3 separate regions of the Mus musculus genome follow, and regions 1 and 3 are each linked to region 2. A link is a contact called in public Hi-C and Micro-C data. All regions are on one chromosome and are shown on one strand. The core of a region is the stretch at or near the end of the contact, and the rest is flanking DNA. Distances in the headings are between cores, read along the strand shown. Region 1 overlaps Mitf (melanogenesis associated transcription factor). Region 2 overlaps Gm46970 (a long non-coding RNA gene). Region 3 has its middle 42 kb from the start of Tafa4.

Region 1 (2,710 bases), core at 194-2,693, 360 kb after region 2:
TCTGAGAACTCTGAGAGGACCTCCTTCTTTGGTTAGCTGTTCTACCTCTAATAGGTGTTCTTTCCCCAGCCCTAGAAAGCCCACCTGCTTGCTATCTAGCTTAAGATTTCAGGGGATCTCTGTGAAGCTTTCCAGATCTTTTTATTGTTACACTAGAGAGAAACCATGATTATCTCTACATTGCTTCCCTAAAACACAAAGTAGGCATAGAATTTCTATGTGCCAAGTGAACACAGTCTGGGTTTTGAGTTGGATTTCTGTATTCCATTTGGAACACACTAAATTTAAGTAAAAATTATGTGGATATGTTAATAACTACTTTATAATTGGTTTTAGGGGGTCAAAGATCTATATTTAAATTAAGGAAGGGGAATAGGTATAGCTCAGTGGTAGAGTGCTTGCCTAAGAGTGTATGAAATCCTGGGTTTCCTCTTCAGCACTAGATAAATACATATATAATTAAGAGAAAGTGTTTGCTGTTAAGGGAAGTGACACTATACTCCATATCAATAGTTATTTAATTTGCTAAACTATTTGAAACATGGCAGCCGTGGGCTGGGAAGATGAGTAAGTGCTTGTTAAGTGGACATGAGGGCCTGAGTTTGGATATCCAGTACCCACTGAAAAGCTAGGCTGGGTGGCTATAATCTCCTTGCTGGCAAGGTGGATACAGAAAGATTCCTGGGACTTTCTGGTCAGCCAGCCTAGCTGAGTTAGTGTGTTCCTGGTTTAGTGAGATGCCTTGTCTCAAAGAACCAGGTAGACTGTGAAAAGGACGACGTCGCCCCAGTGTTGCCCTCTGGCCTCCACATCTACCTGTACGTGTGCACATGTCCATAAACGCAGAGCACATATACACATAAAACAATACACACAAATACAAAATATGATTGCAAGTTTATGTGCTTATGAAGAAGTTCAAAGATTGACTTTTTAAAGTGAAAAGCAGCAATCGGTTTCCCCTTCTCGATTCTGATTAGTAGGTTACAATTTCAGTAAGGTTTGCTTTTGAGAAAAATGAAATACGTTTATGGATATCATCACTGTAATACTCAGGAAAGGCAACTGTACTTACTGAGTTAAAGGTCAGATGGTTAAAGCAACTTTAAAATTTGCCTTGAAAGGACAGAGCCTCCTCAATATTAGCTGTGCTTCCTTTAAGCTTCCTCAAAGGCCTATCCTGAACAAGGCTCAGCCTTGCTTTCTCCTCTTTGCAAAGATGCTATATCAAAGACACACTAATTTAAGCCCTGCTACTGTCCAGATGTAGCAGCTGCGAAGAACCAGGTTCAGAAGGTCACCATTTGGAACTGCTTAAGCCAGGACAAACTTCCTGCTGTGATTGCATGTCTGCCGGAGAAACTGGTAGTTCTTTGGGGCCAGGCCTGTTCCATTACACCAGATGGAGCCGCAGTGTGGCTGGTCAGAGAGAAGCCAGAGTGTGAGCTTGTCTAAGGAGTAAGGCAATACCCAAAATAGCTGCTTCTCTTGACAATAGCCATGCCCTTGCAACCAGAACTGTTTGTGTTGGAAGAGAGAAATCTTAAGGCTTACATTGTCTGCTATGGTAGCAGGTGGCTACTGAGTCCTTGAAATATAGCTAGCCATAATTATATTTATAAGAGTAAAATCTACAGCAGATTTCTTAGGTTTATATTTTTAAAATGTGAAGTATCTTGTTAATTTGTCATATTTTCATTCTTTTGACAACTTCACACACACACTATAGCTATCTATCTATCTATCTATCTATATGTAAAATGTGCCTTGATTATACAAGTAGTATTTGGGGCATGTTGGGTTAAATATATTAATAACAATGATTTTTACCCACATTTTGTTTTTGCTTTTTAACGTACCTGCTGGGAAGTGTATACATACCTGTTCGTTTCCCTTCTGTTTTTGCTGAGCAGAGTGCCTGTGGGGGCATCCATACTAGGAATGTGACATTATTCCGAACTATACTTTGATTTTGAGAGTTGATTTTGAAATCCATCATCAAGTATGGAATTAGATCCTTTGGATTGCCAAGCTAGTTTCTCAGTAACCCATAGCGCATATGCAATAATGACAGCAAGAATGAAACTTTTTTTTTTCAGTCAGAAAAGCAATTTCTAGAAACCATGAGCTCTGCAGAGCTAAAATTTCATTCTCATTGTTTTATTTTTAAGCTCTATTTTAAGTTTCTTCCAGGACGAAAATGTTCAGTCCCTTCTGGATTCTGATGTCCTGGTAAATCTTCTTTGTGAACCTGGGGGATGTGATAGAACTGGCACAAGAGAAAATTAATTTGGTTGGGATCCATGAATGGAGCGGGGGGTAATGGGCAAGCCTTGTGGAGGCTGTGTAATCCATCACTGTACAAGGTTTGCTAGGTTGCCGAGCTGCGTGGCACCTTCTGTTTCGGGCAGCATCGTGCCAAGATTAACTCCTGTAGAACCCTGCTCTTCTGTATTAGGAGAAAGCATACGCATAATAGAATGTGACTATAGAACATGTATATTCGCAGTCAATAAAAATGCTTCTATCTGTCCTTCTGTATGTATGGTGTGTGTGTCCATTGTGTGCTCTGAAATAAAATCAAATGGGCTTTACCACAATTTTTTCTCTTTCATCCTAGGGTATTTTCCTACCCTTTATTTTCTACTAATTTGAACTCCAAACTCACTGTATCAGGGTACTGTCTTGTTGAAGGCAAGTCAATGCTGGG
Region 2 (2,993 bases), core at 401-2,900:
TCCTTGAGCTCAAGCACGTTGGAGATTACGAGCTGGATTCCAAAGCTCTAATGCTTTTCTTAGGGGCAGCAAACCACTGTAGAACAGGAAGCTTGAAATGGCAGAAGGGCAGCTTGCATGCTTCTGAGACTCAAAAGCTCCAAATCACTGTCACTGAGCTGAAATCACAGTCCAGGGGGGTTGGAGGTTCTGGTCCTTCTACCTCCATGCCTCTGGTGGCTGTTGATATTCCTTTGCTCCTGACCATGTCACTCCACTCCCTGTCTCTGTCTTCATATCACCTTGTCTATCTATCTGCATACATGTCTATAGTCTCTCTGTCTCTCAAAGAAATATGTATGGTGATATGTTGGGTCTATCCAGATAATTTGGGGTAACCCCCTCATTTTGAGAACCATAATTTAATCACCCCTGTCAAGTCTATAATATGGGGCAACATTTACAGATTGCAGAAATTAAGACTCCATACCTCTGGGCCATTACGCAACCGAGTACACTAGTCTTTTCAAATCCAAAATGTATTCACACACCATAGCTCTCATGCTGTTTATATAGGACAACTTTACTAGCCAGTACAAATCCCTACTGAAGTGGGCTTAGACTATGAGGTTACAGGTAAGAGGTAACGGCAGAATGCCAACATGGACCCCAGGTGTGCACGCCCTGGGTAACCTATGCCTTTGTGTGCAGCTGGGGCTTTCGATGCTTCTAGCTCCAAGAGGATGACAAGGATGGGCTGCTGTGTGACCCTGATCAGCTTATGTTATATGCCAAAGGCACTCCTGGCATCACCCCAGGAAATGCTCCCTCAAGCATCATTACAAAAGGGAGAGAAAGGTGGCCTGCTGTTTTTGAAGAAGTACACAGCTCTCCTGTGCAGCCAGCCTGTGTGTGTGAGAGCTACAGGTGGCTGAGGACTTCAGTCCTACAGCTGTAGAGAGCCACAGTCTCATAGCAGCCAATGCGCATGAAGGAGGAGTCTGGGCCTTGGGCGAGATCATAGCCTGGGCCTGCACCTGAATTTCAGTCTGATGAAACCCTGAGCAGAGGGCCCAATTAAATTATGTGAGCATCCTGACCCAAGGCCACCCACGTGTGCCGAGTAAGCCATGCCATCAATGGTAATTGGTTACACAGCGATAGAAAATTGATGAACTTGTTTTGCAAGGGGTTTACTGTTCAGATCTCAGCTAGAAAATAGATAAGGGCAGACTACCCAAGCGAAGAGTCGAGTACAACATACTCTCAGGCAGCAAGGTATCCTGGGAAGAAAATGTCCTCTGTGTAAGGGAGATGGCTCAGAGCCAGAAAATAAGATTAATGTTAACTGCAAAATACACTGGGGGACAGGTTTGAGGGACATTAAGAAATGGAACAGGGAGATGTTTAGCCAAGTCTTTCAACTGCGGGGATGAGAGCCCAATTCAAACAGGCTGGGCCACCATGAACGGATCAGAGATTGAATGTGGAGAATTCAGCCATTTCTGTGTCAGCCTGATTTTCTCCCGGTCTCTCTCTCACTCCCATCCTCCCTGCTCACCTCACCGTGAGGCAGTCCTTTCCAGTATCAGTCAAGGGCTCGGCCTGATACTTGACTTACTGAACAAGCTTCAAGGTAAGCGATTCTTCCTAGTCATCCCAGCAGGAGTCCCCTGCTGTCTTCACTAGCTCTGACCCTGTCACAGCTGCCTCACTGGCCTGACTTTGACCCCATGAGGGAGGGGCCAGCCTCATCTGAAACCAAGCCGGAATTCAGTTAGCAAAGGTGGCAGACACCTGTTGCCCTACCAAAAAGACGTTGGCTCCATGTTCATGCTCAGGTAAAAGAGGGCCGAGTCTGCTCAAGTCAGCAAACCCAGAAGTGCTAGGCAGGCTTCTCTGCATGGCATCTGGCTTCACGCTCACTACCACACCCACTTCTCCAACAGCCGCTGCAGCAGGCACATGGGCATGGGAGGATACTCCGGCTCACGGTTCCCCCAGGCCACTGACCTAGCAACTGGCAAAGCAGAACTCAAATCAAGGAATGTGAGTTTCCAAAATAAGGAGTTCAATGCTCTCCTTCTAAACGAACTTTAACCAGACTAGCACATGGAGATGGGGTAGCACCCGATAACATGTAACACCCCTCTATGAAGGCCCACTTTAAACCTTCCCACGGGGATTTAACAAGTGGTCTACTTTCATTTCGGTACAGCAATTCATTGGCTGAATTGAAATAGAAGACAGCCCACAGGGCTCAGGGAAAAAGAAAGTGGATATCAGTAAGCCCAGGGATGGGGGTGGGGGTGGGGGTGGGGGTGGGGGTGGGGGTGGGGGTGGGGGGGAGGGGACAGATATGTGGAGGAGGACAGCCTGTGGAGGACCATTGAAGCCCCAGCATCGACAGCCACAATGCCAGAGACAGACAATGACAGAGGAAGTCTGTGAAGGAAACAGGTTCAGGACTGTCCCCCTCCCAGGCCCTCCCTCCCATTGTGCCTCTCACTGAGTCAGCCTGGAGAGGAAGAAAACAGAGACTGTCATTCTCCCACACACACCTCTAACTTATCCCCAACAGGGAAGGAGAGGAGGCTGAGACAAGTAAGACACAAGCAGGCACCCATCCCCCACCTCCACACACCCAGATGCTCTGTGGTGCCCTGCCACCCCCATTCCCCACAGCAGAGAATTCAGTCAGGCTTCCACGGAGAAGGCATACTTTCAAGGACTGGTGTCAGCCTAAGATGTGTCACTTAGTTACAGAATGGCAGGCTGTTGGTATAGTACTGTTGGTAGAGTGCTTGCCTGGCATGCAGGAAGCCCTGGGTTCAGTGCCTAGCATAGCATAAACTGGACACATGAATGACCACAGCACTCAGGAGAAGGAGGCAGGTAGATCAGAAGTTCAAAGCTATCCTCAACCACATAAAGATCTGAGGTTAGCTAGGACTGCATGAGACCTTGTTTCAAAAAAAAAAAAAAAAAAAACCCAGATGACTTAATGTCTCTGG
Region 3 (2,862 bases), core at 45-2,544, 420 kb before region 2:
ACTGAGGTTATGATGAAGACATGATAGACATTGGGTGTAGTGACTCTGGCCATAATTGTGAAACGTCCTGGTTCTGTCCTGGCTAGTGGCCATGAATCCCAGCCTGGAGCTCTGAGCTCCTATATCTCCTCTCTTAAATGAGCACAGCTGCCCGGACTCTGTATTTAAGGCTGTCCCTGTAACTCCAGTCCAGACATTAATCCCTTCTGGTGAGCAGCTTTGGAATTTGATCTCTGGATTTTTGTGGTGGAAATGTTTCTAATCCCAACAGCACATCTCCTAAATTACTTTGGGGGAATCTCTTGAATGGGACATTATACAGTAGTTTTGGGGCCCACTGAGGATGGATATCGCGGGTCTCTTGAGGTCCATTAAGGGAAATCGATTTCTTCCTGCTCAAAAGAATGGAATCTACCTCTGACACTGGGCAGAGACATAAAAGCCTTAAGAGCCGATGCTTATGGAGTCTACCTCGGACCATGCTCAAAAGGCAGCTAGCTGTTTTGCTCCCGTTTCCTGTCTCCCGGCCACTTTCCACCGTCAGTACCCTTTTGCAGGATCCCCTGGTGAGAGGGTTTGTTTAGTTCCGGTTGCACCAACGTGGGTAGCAGCAGGAGGAGAGAGGGGCAGATACTGTCTCTTTCACAGCTGTGGAGGGTGGGAACCTCTTCCTAGGTGTTATCTTATTCCTTTGCTCTCTGGATTTATTATTTGCACCAAAAAGCATCCACTATAAAACTTTTCTTTCCCATACTCTGTTATTTGAATTGCAAAAACAAGGCAATCCTGGACCAGAGTATCAAGTAAACGGTAAATATGATAGGGTTACAAAGTGACTCCTGCCCGGAATTGATTTGCATAGAGAAGCCCGACAGGACAGAGCAAAGATCAGAGGCGCTCCATCATCGAGTCTTCTAGTCTTACAGGAAAGCAGATGTCATGACATCCTCATAAACCGGAGGAGGACCCCCTCCACCCTGCCCCCAGGAGCCCATCCATAAACACCTCTCTCTTGAAGCGTCTTGAGTCAATTCCCTCCCTGAATGCTGTAGAATATTACCTGGAGTTTTGAAAAATGATACGTAGACGAAGATATTTTCCCAGGACATTTACATTTTTCTATCATTGTGGAAGTGCTCTAACTGTGAATTAGAACTGGCTTTCCGCTTTCAGTCACTTCCCACCTGCCTCACCAGTCTGCGGGTTTTCAGGGGTGGAGCTGGGACTTCTGTCTGGTCTTCCCTTTCCCTCCTCGGCTGCCTTTCAAATGCTAATGCTGGCCTTTGGCTGCCTTGCCTTGGGTCTGTTCAATGCAGCCCTTGTCCGCTCTCATTCTGGTCTGTCATCTGCCTTATTTACATGTCTATACCACTTTAACTTTGGGTTTGCTTCTGGGACTTGCAAGAGTCACCTTTAACTTCATCTCCTATGAGCCAATTGTCTTCCAGTGGACATTCATCAAACCGGCCTAATTTCTCTGGCTAACGCTGCACACAGCTTAGATCTCTGCCCAAAACTGTGCACGATTCAAATTCTTTTTAGCGCCCTAGCAATTTAGTTTGCAGATTTCTCAATATGCTACAATTTCCTTTTGCCCATACTGGTCCTGTGATAGAATCAGCTGATGTCACTGCGGCTATATCAATCAGGATGACACTAAAAGTGGAGGAGACAGCCCAGGTCCCGCACCCTTGGTTTCAGTGAGTGTGGTTTGGCAATAACACTCCAGGGCTGGTGATGCTGCTATCAGTGCTGTTAGTGGTGGTTGTTTGTTTGTTTATTTGGACTCCTCAGTTCATAACCTGAACATACAAATGGTCTAGAGGATACTTGACAAGTGGCTTATAATTGACCTCATACAAGAAGGGTGCATAGACTTCGCAGAAGGACTTTGGCAATCTCTTTGTCAAGTGAAAAACACACCCAGCAGAAGCCACACAGTACATCCTATAGTCTCCATATCAACCAGGTCTTGGCCCGTCTATTTATCCGCACTCATTAACAGGGACCAGCTAACACACCTGAGTTAGTTCAACCAGCAACATGCAGCAGAGGGCTGCGTGACCGCTCAGTCAGTAAAACATTTGCCTTGCAAGCATGAAGACCTGCATTTGATCCTAGGACTCCACAGAAAAACTGAACACACTTGGCCTTGCACTTGTAATCCCTGCACTGGAAAGATAGAAACAAGGAGATGCCCAGAGCTCACTGAGCACCCAGCCTCGCCTAACGGATGCACTCCAGGTTCAATGAGATACCTTGTCTCAAAGGGGGTGGGGAATAGCGGGGGAAGAACATCTGACGTGCTCTCTGGCTTCCACACACATGTGCACACCCCCCCACACACACATACACATACACACACATACACATACAAATATGTATATGCATATACTAAGGTACAACTGACTGGAGGAACTGCACACCAAAGACACTGCCTACTGTCCTCTTCCCCAGAAGGAGGTCGTGTCACTTGTCCAAGAGGATTCTCACCTCACCATATTCATGTACCTTAAAAAAACTGATCACTTGAAGTGCAGTGTATAGTACGTCTTCCCATTTACAATTCAGCATACGACTAGTACGTCACAGGTGCTGAGAAGCCCAACATGCCATCTATTTAACTTGACTTGGGGGTGATACTTTCCAGGCAACCCTCTGGTTAACGTATTTTCCTATTGACACCCAGTGGAAGGTACCTTGGCATAGGCTGGCTTGACCTCCCTTTCAGGCTGTTGTCAGGGGCTTGTCAATATCTCCTAAGCCAGCAGCCCCATGCCACTGTAAATGAGAATCACCTGGGGACATTTAACAAACAACACAGCTAGCCTGCACCCTAGACCTTCTGCTTGGGTAGGCCTG

What was found. A called contact is a pair of places that touch in the nucleus more often than the background predicts.
Region 1: a contact with region 2 is called in a Hi-C map of the N1E-115 cell line, with 2.5 times the contacts expected there. The contact joins two enhancer-like sites. A contact is called at or near these places in 3 of 484 Hi-C or Micro-C datasets (the N1E-115 cell line, myeloid progenitors and trophoblast stem cells).
Region 3: a Micro-C map of embryonic stem cells shows a contact between it and region 2, with 4 times the contacts expected there. The contact joins two enhancer-like sites. A contact is called at or near these places in 1 of 484 Hi-C or Micro-C datasets (embryonic stem cells) and 1 of 115 datasets of contacts at active chromatin or transcription factors (embryonic stem cells).

The regions. Positions count from the first base shown.
Region 1 is chr6:97,880,783-97,883,492 of GRCm38.p6, forward strand. All of the region lies in intron 1 of Mitf (melanogenesis associated transcription factor), which reads left to right. Among named protein-coding and RNA genes, the nearest start is that of Mitf, 75 kb to the left of the region's middle. Within about 2 kb of position 1,444, at least 82 of the 459 cell types and tissues checked have an H3K27ac peak or open chromatin away from gene starts, as enhancers often do. A contact at or near this core is called in the N1E-115 cell line and trophoblast stem cells, where this site is marked.
Region 2 is chr6:97,516,146-97,519,138 of GRCm38.p6, forward strand. Gm46970 (a long non-coding RNA gene) reads left to right here. Exons shown (of 5, transcript XR_003956336.1): 1 at 1-1,615. It also overlaps a transcript of Frmd4b not described here. Among named protein-coding and RNA genes, the nearest start is that of Gm46970, 22 kb to the left of the region's middle. Within about 2 kb of position 1,651, at least 28 of the 459 cell types and tissues checked have an H3K27ac peak or open chromatin away from gene starts, as enhancers often do. A contact at or near this core is called in the N1E-115 cell line, embryonic stem cells and trophoblast stem cells, where this site is marked.
Region 3 is chr6:97,101,212-97,104,073 of GRCm38.p6, forward strand. No RefSeq gene overlaps it. Among named protein-coding and RNA genes, the nearest start is that of Tafa4, 42 kb to the left of the region's middle. Within about 2 kb of position 1,295, at least 27 of the 459 cell types and tissues checked have an H3K27ac peak or open chromatin away from gene starts, as enhancers often do. A contact at or near this core is called in embryonic stem cells, where this site is marked.